2 separate regions of the Capra hircus genome follow, and region 1 is linked to region 2. Evidence: chromatin contacts called from public Hi-C data. All regions are on one chromosome and are shown on one strand. The core of a region is the stretch at or near the end of the contact, and the rest is flanking DNA. Distances in the headings are between cores, read along the strand shown. Region 1 holds the start of ZNF79 (zinc finger protein 79). Region 2 overlaps GARNL3 (GTPase-activating Rap/Ran-GAP domain-like protein 3).

Evidence for each region. A called contact is a pair of places that touch in the nucleus more often than the background predicts.
Region 1: a contact with region 2 is called in a Hi-C map of blood, with 4 times the contacts expected there. The contact joins the promoter of ZNF79 here to the enhancer-like site in region 2. A contact is called at or near these places in 2 of 5 Hi-C or Micro-C datasets (both in blood).

What each region holds. Positions count from the first base shown.
Region 1 is chr11:97,704,446-97,708,768 of ARS1.2, reverse strand. It overlaps ZNF79 (zinc finger protein 79), which reads right to left and starts at 1,329. Exons shown (of 4, transcript XM_018055809.1): 1 at 973-1,329.
Region 2 is chr11:97,608,508-97,613,071 of ARS1.2, reverse strand. The region is part of intron 4 of GARNL3 (GTPase-activating Rap/Ran-GAP domain-like protein 3); the gene reads right to left. Among named protein-coding and RNA genes, the nearest start is that of SLC2A8, 84 kb to the left of the region's middle. Within about 2 kb of position 1,606, at least 1 of the 5 cell types and tissues checked has an H3K27ac peak or open chromatin away from gene starts, as enhancers often do.

The sequences.
Region 1 (4,323 bases), core at 80-2,579, 96 kb before region 2:
AACAGTCGCGATGGTTGCCTAACTTTGTGAATATAATAAAAGCCACTGAACTGTAATCTTTCAAATTTAGTATTATAGCATGCAAATTATATCGCAATTAAAAAAAAAACAAGAGTGGTAGTGTAGTCTTCGGGAACAGCTCTAAAAAAAGTAAACACGTCTGAACACTGGTCTTAGTACAGACTTCATGTTACTGAGCTGTACCCATCCATTGTACGTATTTCACCTTTGGTACTATGGGGAGGAGGATAATCATCCTGCTTGTGTTCCCGGGTCTGAGGGAAGACGATGTGAAATGTTGGATGTGAAATTGCACTTGAGGAGTGACAGACCGATTCCTGGTCTAGCAGAGGACGGCAATGCCTCAGTGGTTACTATTACATACACATTTGTTCTGTTCTGTAAAGCATTCAAGGTGCTTTCAAAAGCATCATCTTATTTGATGCTTACAGTTCTTAGAGGTGAACGAGGTAGTTAACGTCATTTTACCTTTTCCTCAATGAAGAAACAGGTCAAGAGACCTGGCTGGTACCCCCCGGCTTAAACAGGAATCCTAGCCTTCTGATTCTAAATTCCCAGGATTCGCCAAGATTTCACAATCCAACTGGGTTGAACCCACCCTCAGTATCACGGGAAGCCAACAGGCTCCCATTCTGAGTATCCCTGGTTGCTTCAAGAAGGCTGGAAGATCAGAAGCAATAGAGCAGGCCCTGAGCACGTCTCATTTTCCTTTCCAGGGCCCACTTCTACTTTTTAATGCCATAGGTACGTCAACAAATCAGAGTCAGGAACAGGATACTCAGAGATGATTCAGGACTGAGCTCTTCAATTTTTTTTGACACCATAATTATTCAAAAAAGGACCGTCCCCAACTACTTGCGGAAAGGATAACCGCTGAGTTCGGAACCGGGTCACACAGCAGCACTGGCGCGCAGGCTGGAAGCCACGAACCGCTCCAACACTCCTTCTCACCTCCTTCCTCCAGCATCTGGGTCCCACCTCGCGCCACCGCCTCCCAGCAGTTCTCTGAGCGTCGGCGTCGCTTCACTGCGGCCCCATCCCCGCTTTGGACTCTTCTCGCAGGCCTCTCCCCTCAACGGCCGAATCTGAGACTGCGGGGCTGAGCCGGGTCCGTCCTGTCCGGTGGGTCTTTCATTGTCTCCACAGCCACAGCCGGGCCCCGGCTGGGGAGCCCGTGACACAATTGCCGACTCGGTCTCTAGTGGAACACCACTTGAAAAAGCCCGCTGCCCTCTACGTGAAAAGGCTCCAGGACACGGCTACCGCCCGAAGCTCAGAAAATGCGGTCGCGGGCCTGCCTGTGCGCGAAAGAGGGGCGCGCCTTAAAAGCGTCACTTCCGGACACGCGCACATGCCTCCTTGCGCACGGGACTCCATCTCCCAGAAATCGCTGCGCTCTGTTGCAGACGGATGGCTTTTTGTCGCTCTCGGTAGGAGGCTGTGACCCACACACCTTCGTGGACCGTATTTCCTAGCCAGGCTTCCGGCTGTTTCTGCTCCGAGAATGTGTTTCCCGTCACGCTTTGTTGTACGTGCCACGCAGAGGTCCATCCACCGAATCGAATAACCCGGGCGTCTTCGATAGGAAGCAACTTGGCCGCTAAGGCTCCGAGAGCGGTGCTTTTAGCGCAGGCGCTGATACGCATCGTCGCTGAGCGCCTGGTTTCTCCTCAATGATTTGACTTGCCCAGGACTGCGGCTCAGCTAGTCCTTCAGCTCAGGGCCCAACCCCAGCCACCTTCACTGGTCTTCGTGAGTCCAACGTAGAGTTTAGGGCGGGGGAGTAAAGGAAGTGAGGGCCCCCTCTGTGAACAGGGCAGTCACAGGTTGGGTTGGAACGCTCGAAGTATCCATCAGACGTTCCCAAGAAGGAACGTCTTTCAGTAATTTCAGGGGCAGGAGCACACTTAATAGAGTTCGATCAGAATTATGGAGGAAGGAGTTTCCTGAATAGTCGGCCCTTGGAGGCTTCTGTGCTGCCAAAGGGGATATTTCAAAGTGGGCTTCCTCAGAGCATTGATGAAAATTTCCCACAAGCCTGTTGATCTTCACTAATCAAGCAATTTTCTAATGATCAATTTAGTTTTAGAGATATTTTTTGACGTTAAGGAGAGAAGAATGTATTACTTGGGCAGCAGAAATGAGTTTGGGGGTCCTGAACCTCTTTCCATTTTGTCTCTGTCCCTCTTAATCACTGGTGGTAGTGTCTTTCCCAATATAATTCTAACTTTGTGGGGTCTTCTATGAACTTACTGGGATTCACTCCATGAGACAACTCACACCCACAGACCTCTTTGAGATAAAACCTTCTCTACCTTAGGCTTTCAGTGTCATATCTTTCTGGCTTTTCCTACTGTTGATGGCATTCTTATGAGAAGACTACTGAAGTGGTTTGCCGTTCCCTTCTCCAGTGGACCATGTTTTGTTAGAACTCTGCTCCATGACCCGTCCATCTTGGATGGCCCTACAGGGCATGGCTCATAGTTTCTTTGAGTTAGACAAGGCTGTGATTCATGTGACCAGTCCATGGCGTCGCAAACAGCTGGACACTACTGAGCAACTAAACTGAACTGAACCTTAGGCTTGTGTGATTTTTAGGCTTACAACTTTGGAGATCAGAAGGCTGAGATGGATCTCCCTGGGCTAAAATCAAGGTGTTTTCCGGGCTCTGTTCCTTCTGGAAACTCTAGGCAAAGAGTCGCTTTCGTTCCTTTTTCCAGCTTCCAGAGGCTGCCTGCATTTCGTGGCTAGTGGGCTAGTGGGCTCTTCTAGCTGATGTGTTCTGCCACAGGCTAAGCAGGTGCTAAACCCCTAATAGCCACTAGGAAGTAGAAGAGGGTTTCCTGCCTTAGTCTTGCAAACCCACCTGTGGCCACCGGGAGGTAGCAGAGTGCTTCACGTCTCAGTTGGTTCAGTGGCTCAGTCCTGCCTGCCTCTTTGGGATCCCATGGACTGCAGCACGCCAGGCTTCCTTGTTCTTCACTATCTCCTGGAGTTGGCTCAGGGTCAAGTCCATTGAGTCGGTGATGCGATCCAGCCATCTCATCCTGTTGCCCCCCCTTTTCCTGCCCTCAAATCTGTCCCAGCATCAGGGTCTTTTCCAGTGAGTCCGCTCTTCACATCAGGTAGCCAGCCACAGTATTAGGTTTTCAGCTTCAGCATCAGTCCTAAAGAATACTCAGGTTTGATTTCCTTTAGGATTAACTGGTTTGGTCTCCTTGTTGCCCAAGGGACTCTCAAGAGTCTTCTCCAACATCACAGTTTGAAAGCATCAGTTCTTTGCCGCTCAGCTTTCTTAATGGTCCAACTCTCACATCCGTTCATGACTACTGGAAAAATGATCAGTCAGTCAGTACAGTTGCTCAGTCGTGTCTGAATCTTTGCAACCCCATGGACTGTAGCATTCCAAGGCTCCCTGACCATCACCAACTCCCAGAGTTTACTCAAACTCATGTCCATAGAGTCAGTGATGCCATCCAACCATCTCATTTTCTGTCGTCCCGTCTCCTCTTGCCTTCACTTTATCCCAGCAACAGGGTCTTTTCAAATGAGTCAGCTCTTCACATTAGGTGGCCAAAGAATTGGAGTTTCAGCGTCAACCACAGTCCTTCCAGTGAACATTCAGGATTGATTTCCTTTAGGATGGACTAGTTGGATCTCCTTGCAGTCCAAGGGACTCTCGAGTCTTCTCCAACAGCACAGTTCAAAAGCATCAGTTCATCAGTACTCAGCTTTCTTTATAGTCCAACTCTCACATCATAGTTTTGACAACATGGACCTTTATTGGCAGTGATGTCTATTTTGCTCCGTCCACTGTGTTGCGTTAGGGAATTTCTTGCCATAGGTTCTTAAAAGCCAGGATCCTCCTGGAAATTGTCCTGGGGGTGCTAGTGGGTGATGGGATGGATGTTGGTTGGCAGCACACTTTTCTATCCCAGGCTAGGTAAAGCACAGCTTCTTCACCTGTCCTCTGGGGACATTTCATCCTGCCCCACTTCATGGGTGTGTGCCGGATGGTCCTGGACTGGGTTCCTGTGGTAGATATAGGACTGTCAGCTGGGGCTGCCTTAGTCCCTGAACCATCTTGTGCTGTCATGGGAAGGCCTCAAGGAATGTAAGGGAACCTCTGAAGAGTGCATGTGCCCATAGTCCTTGGTACTATAAGTAGGTGCTAGTAGCAATCAGAGGTTGCTGAGGGAATAGGGTAGAAAATAAAAACTTATAAAGATTTCAAATATTCTCCTATGAAGTACCCCCTTGAGCCTCACATGCCACCTTTTTCTCATCTCCACCACAGCCTCC
Region 2 (4,564 bases), core at 357-2,856:
ACTAAACTAAACTGGGGAAAAACCCAACACCCAAAAAGTTGTGAGTCTCACAGAGCAAGATACTTCCTGTCCCTTGTTAAAAGCACATATTATGAGGTGTAAAGACAAGAAAACACGCAGGAACTGACAAAAGAAATGGAGGCTAAGCAGAAAACAAAAAAATCCCTCTGCTCAGGATCCCAGAAAAAAGACTCTGAAAACCAGTTCCAATACCTGATAAGCAGCAGCAATAGACAGGAAAGTGCACAACTCTTCAGTGTAGAGTGAAATGATGTTCAAATATATATATATATATCGCAGAAGGCAATGGCACCTCACTCCAGTACTCTTGCCTGGAGAATCCCAGGGACGGGGGAGCCTGGTGGGCGTCCGTCTATGGGGTCGCACAGAGTCGGGCACGACTGAAGTGACTTAGCAGCAGCAGTCTATATATGTGTGTGTGTGTACACACACACACACACATATATATATACACACACACACACACATATCCTTGTGGGCTTCGAAGTTGGCATTAGTGGTAAAGAAACTGCCTGCCAATGCAGGAGATGCAAGAGATGTGGATCTAATTTCTGGGTCAGGAAGATCCCCTGGAGGAGGGCATGGCAACCCACTCCAGTATCCTTGCCTGGAAAATCTCATGGACAGGGGAGTCTGGTGGGCTACAGTACATGGGGTCTCAAAGAGTTGGACAGGACAGAAGCAAATGAGCACGCATGCACATATACCTTTTGTAACTACCTGATCAAGACAGAGAACCTTTTCAGTATCCTAGAAGGTTCCTTCATGCATTTTCCCAGTCAACACTCAATCACACTCTGAAAGGTAAGCACTATTGTGACTTTTATCACCATAGACTAGTTTTACTTACTCTTGAACTTCATGGAAATGAAATCATATCATCTGTATTCATTTGAGTCAGGTCCTTTGTTCTTAGACCTTATGTGTGTGACATTCACTTTATCCGTGAAGCAGTAGCTCATTCCTCACTGCTACACAGCAGTCCACGTATGAACTCCAAAATTCATGTATTTACTTTCCAGTTGATGGACATATGAATATTTTCCAGTTTTTGGTAATTAAGAATAAAGCCATGATCGGGACTTCCCTGGTGGTCTAGTGGTTAGGACTCTGTGCTTCCAGTGCAGGGGCCACAGGTTTGATCCCTGGTCAGGGAACTAAAGATCCTGCATGTGCCACATGGTGTGGCCAAATTAAAAAATAAATAAAACTCACACACAGAAAATAATAAAGCCACAGTGAACTCTCTTTTCTGTTGGGTGTACATCCTGGGACCAAGGGGATACAGACATTCAGTTTGAGTAGATATTATCAACAGTCTCCAAGAGGAAGGCACCAATTTACACAATTAGCAATAAATAGAAGAGTTCCAGTTGTTCCACGTTCTCTGATCAACTCTGAGCAGTTCAGTGCTTTAAATTTTAGTGGTTTTAGAGTGGGTGTGCATGTGTGCCTGCTACGTCGCTTCAGTCATGTCCGACTCTTTGTGACTCTACGAACTGTAGCTTGCCAGGCTCCTCTGTCCATGGATTCCCCAGGCAAGAATACTGGAGCGGGTTGCCATGCTTTCCTCCAGGGGATGTTCCCGACCCAGGGGTCAAACCCACGTCTCTTGTGTCTCCTGCACTGGCAGGCAGATTCTTTGCCATCACCGCCCTGGAATGGGTGTAGTAGTACCCGACTGTTGTTTTAGTTTTACAATAAATTTTAACTATGACCTAAATTTTAGAGAAGATTCCAAAGATACAGAAAATCCTACAGCACTTCAAGGTGACAATGAAACATTATTTACTTGATATCAATCAAAAAGAAAGTTAGGAGGAAATATTCCGATGAATACATTTATCAGACAGCTAAACTTTAACATTGCAAATACCCATACTAATTGTATCCCTTTTTAGATAATCATTTGCTAGAAGGTATTGTGGAGTAATTAACTCAAATTCTTCTATACTGCAGACTTGCCTGAACACCTCCACAGGGTTGAATGAGTCTTGAGACTGAATCATTTCTGCATTAGATTCCAAAGTTCACAAAAGCTCCTTGTTGTGATCCTTGTTTTGTTTAACCACATATACTTGTGGGAAGTGAAGGACGATGACTGTATATGGCCAAGATACTGTGAGGAGAACTTAATCAAAATCCATGTGTAATACCCCGTTTTATCTGAATGCTCTCTAATATTTGACTTTAAGCAGGGAGTCCACATAACACAAGCACTCCAACTACAAATGAGAGCCATAGTTTCATATGATGCCCATCATTTTTCAGAGTCCTTTCTAGAGTGAGTTTAATTAATGAGCGAATGTTTTAAAACTGACTTTCCCTCACTTTCTAGGCTAAATTGCAAAAGAACACTGGCAATAAAAAGGTGGATCTTTAAAATAATAAATTAAAAAATGTCGACCTGCAAATATAAATATAAGTTGGTTGAAGAAAGTGAAATCACATAAAATTAAAATCCTTTCTTTCTCCCAACCCCCATGTCCTAATCTACTTTCTTTCCCTATAATAACTGTGTCATCAGATTGGCTTGGATAGTTTCAGGTCTTTTTATGCATTTACAAAAATGTGTTTATACATATGCGCATACACTCACATACATACATATGTACATAGACACACATAATCTGCTTTCATAAATGGGGCAGTATTATAGATACTACACTGAACCTTTTTTCCTAAGAAAAAATCTTAGATTCCTGTCAGCACCTACAGATCTACCTTGTTCTTTTTAACAACTACATAGCTTTTTAAAAAAATTAAACACTTCAGTTGAGTATAGATGTAAAACCTATGTAAACATAAAAGGGCCTAAAGTAAAAAGTTAAGGTCCTCTAACTTCTTCCCTGACTTCCCATTTCCACTCCAGAAGCAATTACTATTAAATTCTAAGGTGTCCCTTTGGAAATTTTCTTGCATATTAGCAAGCATGTTTACCTTTTTTGTTTGTTTTTAAGGAAATGGGATGATATCAAACAAACCATTCTGGAGTTTGCCTTTAAGTCTAGCGCTGTATGGTAAACATTTTCCTACGGTATTACATTTACCTCTACCTCATTCTAACAGCTACTAAGCATTCCATTGTATAAATGTATCATGATTTTCAAAATCATTCCTCTACTGAGGTTGTTTCCTGGTTATTTCTTTCCCATTTTAAAACAATGCTTCAAGGCACATCCTAGCAGCAGAACTGCTGACCAGATGGCATATGAATTTTTTCTTTTTCTTTTCTTTTATATTTTGGCCATGCTGCATGGCATGTGGGATCCCAATTCCCCAACCAGGGATCCAGTTCACACCCACTGCATTGGCAGTGCAGAGTTTTAATCACTGGACCACCAGGGAAGTTTCAGTATATGTATCTTTAATAATTACTAATTGCCTTCCCAAAGGATTGTACTCATTTACATGTCCCCCAACAGTATGTAATCCCATGAACAGAGGAGCCTGGTAAACTGCAGTCCACAGGGTCCCAAAAGAGTCTGACACGACTTAGTGACTAAAACAACAGCAGTACGTAAGAGAACCATTCCCATGCTAAGGAAGATAGCTGTAAAAAGCTGAAAGGCTGTCCCCCTGATTCATCATATACTAATTGCTACACACAAGTGAGCTGTAAGGGAGGTCTCCAGTGATCTACCTGAGGGTCAAATTCATTTTAATTAATAACCTGAATGAGTACGCAGATGGCAGGATAAGCACATCTGAAGGTAATACAAGATTCTCAGGGAGGTTAGCCTATTGGCTAACAGATGACAGATCAAGATGTCAAAAAAAAAATTGACAATTAGCAATTATGGGACACATGAATAAGATTAAATTCAGCCTGGACAACTGTAAAATCCTACACTTAGGTACAAACACAAATTGCACAAGTACATGGTGGAGAAGGCCAGGTGCTCTAAAGTAGCAATTCTCTCTCTCTTTTTTTTAATCCAGTAGGAGATAGAGGCTCAGCAACCTTGAATCCTTATCTGGTAAGTGGTGGAGCTGAGGTCTGAACTCAGGTTTGTTTGACTCCAATATGTCTCCACTGCACCATGAAGTTGTCTCACAGAGAAATAACAGCACACATGGAAAAGACTGGGGTAGGGGTGGGGGTGGGGTTAGTATAGTGTAGGTGTCTAATGAGTCCTCAGGCTTCGTGAAAAGAGGAGCATGTGCATAGCAAGGAAGAGGAGGAGTCAGCCTCCGTGGTGGTGTGGGGCGAGCCTGGAGCTAGCTGTTCATTCCTGAGCACTTCCACCTAAAAGATCTATTAACATGCTCCTCTCATGCGCCAAGGAGCAGTGGCAAGGGTGATGATAAGTGGAACTGAGTCCACATCTTAGGAGAAAACAGCAGATGTCCTGGAATGCTGGAAAGCCTGTCATGTGGAAGAAGGCTCAGCCTTACACTACAGGCTCCAGAAACCATAAATAGAAACTCTGAGTGGAAAATACAGACGGATGGACGCTGTTCAATAGAAAGAACTTTCTAGCAATGAGACATGCCGAAAAACAGAATGAATTTAGAGTTGTGGTGCAATGGGAAATATATA